Regions from separate parts of the Cyprinus carpio genome. Here region 1 is linked to region 2. Evidence: chromatin contacts called from public Hi-C data. All regions are on one chromosome and are shown on one strand. The core of a region is the stretch at or near the end of the contact, and the rest is flanking DNA. Distances in the headings are between cores, read along the strand shown. Region 1 holds the start of LOC109106943 (E3 ubiquitin-protein ligase Itchy). Region 2 has its middle 36 kb from the start of LOC122142005.

Region 1 (3,012 bases), core at 471-2,970, 110 kb before region 2:
TCTGGAGCGATACCATTATACGTTTAGATACTTTTATTAGTAACTACAAAAGTTACTTTTAAACGTCATGCATTACAATATGGTGTTACTCCATAAATAGTAAATAACTGCATCACCTAGTCACCTTTTACGGAAAGTAATGCATTATGTTAATTTTGCATTACTTCTTGTTAACTGGGCTGGACTTGCTTATTTGTTTTTTAATAACAACAACAACAAAAAAAAGTTATATCTGTGGCAACCGCAAAGGCCCTTTCACACTAACAGTGAAATAAGTGCAATAAGCCCGAGGCTAAAGGAAATGCCCTCACTCTCAGTTTCACTCAACACGGGGGCAGAAGAGGTTTCAGTGAATAAACAGGAAAACAAAGTCATTAGCGTTACATATACATTTAATTGCAAATTTATAAGTAATGTTATTTTACTAGTTACCTGAAAAAAGTAATCTGGTTACTTAACTTGTAAAGCGTTACCCCTAAAACTGTTACCAACTATTAATTTTTAACTGACGTCTCTTTCTGTTAACATGCGTTTTGATGAGTTTGATTAATCATATGGTAAAAAAAAATAAAAAATTAGCATATCTAATCACTTTATTAAACAGTCACAGCCATAAAATGGACAAACACTGAACTCTAGACAGAAAATGACTTCTATCTTTTACTCAAAGTTGTTCCAAAATGGATCAGCATAGAAACAGATAATTGAACAGAATTTCCATACTAGTAATAGTTTCCTCCAAAATACCAGTTACGACTGTCATTGCTAGTACTGTAAACTCATAATAAATCAACAATGCCTCTCCTTTAAGCAGCTTTCAGGCCTTTACAAAATAATAGTGAATACATGGTATAGTGAAGTATAAGTTGAAAAAATGTTTATTAAAACACCATGATATTCGCATTAAATTCCAAGGTAATTTAAATAATAGCGCAGTATTACAATGATAATTAATTACTATGCTACTTTTATAAAAGTGCATTATATGCACCATAGTAGTGAAAACCATGGTACTCTTGGAACTACAATGACCATTTAAATACCATGGTATATATATCAATATAGCATAGTATTACCATTCTATTTTCGAAGATAAGTAACAAAAGTAACAAAACTCCAGTAACTATTTTTTTTTTTTTTTTTTTTTTTTTTTTTTTTTTTAATTTTGGGTGCAGAAATCATTTTTTTTGCTGTTTTTTTTGTAGTTTTGTTGGGGGTCTTTGGGGCGGATCTGTTTAGCTCGGAAATATTTAAATCATTAAATCAGCGGAAACCAAAGCCAACATCAAACTCAAGCTGAACATCTGACATGACAGAATTAACATGCCACATGTGTTCATACATGACCCGATCACAATTAGTGAACAATAAACGCACCGAAACATCTCCAGGCACTGACTCTCGTTGTCAAAACAGAGCTGTTTATATGAGATACAAATAGTCAAAGTGATTTGTCGAGCTGTCGACACGATTCAGTGTCACTGTAACGCAATACACATACATGAGCGCGTATACAGACAGTAAACTACGGCACACAGTCTCAATCAGCTGGTCATCGCTTACCCGAATATATCGGCGGGTCAGATGTGAGGCGTGAAGCCGAATCGATCCGTCTTCAAAGAGTTTATTAGACAATCCGTACCGAGCGAATCCGGTTTAGATCAGGAACGAACTTCCGCCATCTTCAGGGCAATACGTCACCAAAGACTCTGTTCTAAAAATCAGCGCTTCCGCTCGAGACAAAGTCCGTTCCGCGTGAGACATTCTGTTGTGATTCCAACAGATGGCGCTCTATGGCCCTATTACAGAAGTTTGCGTGAGGAAGAAAGTATTATCTTTCTGATATATTAATTTTAAAGATTCGTTTTTGGCATGAATATACAATGCATGAATAATAGCCAAAATAATGACAAATTTGAATAGCCGGTGCATTAACAGCACATTGTGAAGAATTTTAACATGACAAACACTGTAAAATATTCAATATTCCACCGCGTTTCAATCCTAAAATACCCATTGGCTTGAGACGCGTATTAAAGTTTTAGCTAATACTTTTAATAGCCTACATTATCAATGATTACAACAGTCAAACATAAGAAAAATCGTATTAAAGAATGATTAGGATGGTAAATTATTAGAAATTATTGGGTTTGTAAATTCATATATATTTTTGTTTTTGTATTTGCGGAAATTTTTTGAGTGTAGCCTATTTTATATTTTCAAAACTGGTCACATTTAGCTACTCTAGTAAATTCATATTATTTTAGCACTTACTTGCATCTCCACCGCAAATAAATAAGGAATACTGTAAACAAGAGGTGCTTCACGTGTACCCTAATGGTAACACTTTGCAAACCAATGTCAAATTTTACACCTTAAAAACTCTTGTGCAAGTCACCATCACACAGAAGAAGCAGCTCTTCTCTGAGATGAGCTGAACCTCAGATGCTCAACCAGAAATACAACAGTGGTGATTAACAGCAGACCAGACAGAACCAGATGAACCAGAGCCTGAGAGACGCCACAGTGAACCAGACAATCTTCTGTAGAAAAAAGGCCACTGCAAATATGTACGTATTTTAAAAGCCACATTTTGCAGAAACCATCCAAACAAACCGATATTTGTTCATTAAGTGATATCTTTTTTGTCTACAACAGTATTTATAGTTTTAATATGATGCTGTTTGAAACTTATGATGTATGCAATCATGTAAAATCCACACTTTGCTGTGGATTAATATTGCTTAAACTACACTCTTTAAAAAAAGGTACAAAAGCTGTCACTGGGGGCATATGTAATTTTTCAAATTAAAATAAATCGCACCTTTAGGGTATTTATATGCACCTTTAGGGACAAATAAGGTATAAGATGTATCTCTTGAAAAGGTACCGCCCTAGTGACAACATTTGTAGCTTTTTTTCTGAGACTGGCACTTGCCATTCAGTAAATAATATTAATGCATTATTTACTGTTTGGTAGCAGTTGTAAAATACCATATACATCAAGTTTGA
Region 2 (2,700 bases), core at 189-2,688:
CCCAATTTGTCTTTTTTGTCGTTTTGTGCTCTTAATAAAAACTTTTGTAACTTAATTTTCTAATGAGAGAGATAAAAAAAAAAAACTGTACATGTTCTGGTCATTTAGTGAAATGATGTCACTTCCTCGTTTGTTTGCAGTGCTTTGAGAAAGGGTTCACTTTTGGCCAAATCGAGCCTGAAGACAGTAGGAAAATACTGTTTTCTGCTGCCTTCTGTCCAGTCCACATTAAGCACTTTCACCCTATTTTATCCAGTCTAAATAACTCCATAATTTACAAATAATAACTTACAAAATTATGAAACAACATTGAGCATAAAAACGTCAAACAATTTATTTATTTATTTGAAGTGTTTAATATGTGAGTGTTTAGGTTATTGTATCAAGCCTTCAACTTGGGGTTTTTTTTTTTTTTTTTTTGTCTCAAGTAAGACTGCATAACATTCACGTTACTTACGTAGAAAGTGCGACAGCGCACCGCATTAAAACACAGACATTAGCAGTTTTCATAACCGCGGGCCAAATTCAAACACGAAACTAAAATTAAAACATCTTTGAGAGCAAGGGGGGCCCCTGGTGTTTCGGGAGCCCTACGCAGCTTGTTTACTTTGCGTATAGGGAGGATCGGCTCTGATCATTACAAATTAATGTCGTTCTGCTTGCTTTCTTAGGCTATTTAGGATGAAACAGTAGCTATTAAGATACATTTTAAACTCTTTCAAAGCCCATTGCAAGGGATGTGCCAGTAGTGTGCACTTATGCAACGTAATAATCAATGACGTACATCTGAGTAAACGAGACGTGGGGAATTTAGAGATAAAAGTCTCTGAAGAGCAAAACTGGGCGTGTCTGAATTTGTGGGTGTTTTTAAACCGCACTTTGCCCCACCCCTAAACCTACCGTCACTATATAGACTAACACACAAAAACGGTCCGATTTGGTAACTCCCATTACACTTGGGAACTTAGCCTGTGAAGGGCATAAGCGAACAGAAACGCAGACGCAACTGTGCGCGAAATGGAGCGGAACGCGGAAAATGAGGTAGGCTCTATCTCAAGTCGAACATATTATCTGATTTTCTACTCTTGTGTAGGCCTGCTTGGTTGAATATTTAATTTGGTTTTAATCTCAACGTTGTATTCATTAATGTAACTATTTTTTTTAAGAAAAAAAAAACGAAGACGACACGAAGGGTATTTTATGCCCCCACATGTGGAATATTAAGGCTGTTAATCCATTGTCTAGCCCAAACCTGAAAAGAAAATTCAAGCCTGTTTAACGGTTTAAAACGACAAATAGCAAAATTCACGCAAAGGCTTCGTGCTTTAACCGAATATGCTGCTAGAACATAGCCTACATCTAACTTCCCTATGGTTTAAAACAGAAAGTCTTTCTACGGCTCTGGGTTTAATGATGACGTGAGCTATTCAAAATGCGTCTGAAAAACCAATCAGGTTGCAACAGCTCACTTGTGCCTCCCACGAAACGCCATATTGTACTGTTCTAGGCTAGGTCTACTTGTTTTCTTCGTTTATGCTGGCACCCTCGAGGTCTCAAGTAAGTATAGAATTTTGCCGTGCGAGAAAACTGGATCTGTTAGCTACTAAAAGTAGGCTATACAGAATAAATATTTAGTACATCAGTAATAAAAATATGAGCTATAGGTTAATAATAAAAATTACGTAATTAAAATATATGATCTGTGTGTGCTTTCATTAAAGAAAAGTAAAGTGGCATTGTAAACAAACTAGCATTTAAAAGGGATTAAATCCTGAAAATTAATAGCCTACATTTTTGGTAGTGAGGATCAGGGCTGATGCTGGTAAAAAAAAAAAAAAAATGTTTCAGTGACATCAGAGAAAAAATGGATAGTCTATGTGTTTTGTGACATTTTTGTCGTCTAAGCCTAAGGACCTCTGAGTTACTTTTTTGCACAATGGTTAAGAAACAGTACAACACAAGCTCACACCAACGGTCTAAATGAAGTAGGCTAAATCATTTTTCTGAATATAATTTTTATGAAATTGGCCGCTGGAATCTCACAAACAGCCATGTCTGAAACAGTAAAAGTCTTTACGAGCATGCACTGATCAGTACAAAAACCCCACAGTCATAATCGAAACAAAGGCGCTTCACTGCTCAAGAGTGGACCCATAGCTGTATGATGTTTCGCTCGCACATGCGCTATGAATACGTGGTTGGAATACGCGGAATTAGAGTGCATTACGTTGTACATGGGAATGGAAAGAAATGAAAAAATGTTGTCCGCTAGGATCAGATTGGAACAGGTTTAAACTCTGAAAGCACAGTAGCGTGTAGCAATTGCGGGACGTTAGAAATGAGCATGTATAAAGCACTTTCACGTGACACAGGTTTAGATGGTAAAGCATTGCAGCTTATTATCAATAGGGGATGCATTATCTGGCAGGGTGTAGAATTCGGCACAACATTGGTTTCGTATGATCAGGGGGGGCGGACTTTTATGATGCCTTGTGCAAAGCCATAATGCTTTTAAAGGAGTAAAAATTATTAAGCGCGGACAGAGACGGGGGGTGAAACAATCGTCTGCGCGTCCGAGTTAACGTGCTTCACAGCAAAATAAAAGAAGCATCTAAAGCTGACTGCCGCACGATCGAGGTCCATCAGCGCGCGCGCAACTTCTCTCTCTGCTGCGGCTGAAAGGAGCTGCGCTTTCAGTTA

What was found. Hi-C and Micro-C count contacts between places; a contact is called where the count stands out from the background.
Region 1: a contact with region 2 is called in a Hi-C map of skeletal muscle, with 9 times the contacts expected there. The contact joins the promoter of LOC109106943 here to the enhancer-like site in region 2. A contact is called at or near these places in 2 of 8 Hi-C or Micro-C datasets (red blood cells and skeletal muscle).

Annotation. Positions count from the first base shown.
Region 1 is chrB23:20,929,151-20,932,162 of ASM1834038v1, reverse strand. It overlaps LOC109106943 (E3 ubiquitin-protein ligase Itchy), which reads right to left and starts at 1,720. Exons shown (of 25, transcript XM_042750087.1): 1 at 1,564-1,720.
Region 2 is chrB23:20,820,854-20,823,553 of ASM1834038v1, reverse strand. No RefSeq gene overlaps it. Among protein-coding and RNA genes, the nearest start is that of LOC122142005, 36 kb to the left of the region's middle. Within about 2 kb of position 1,438, at least 8 of the 8 cell types and tissues checked have an H3K27ac peak or open chromatin away from gene starts, as enhancers often do. A contact at or near this core is called in skeletal muscle, where this site is marked.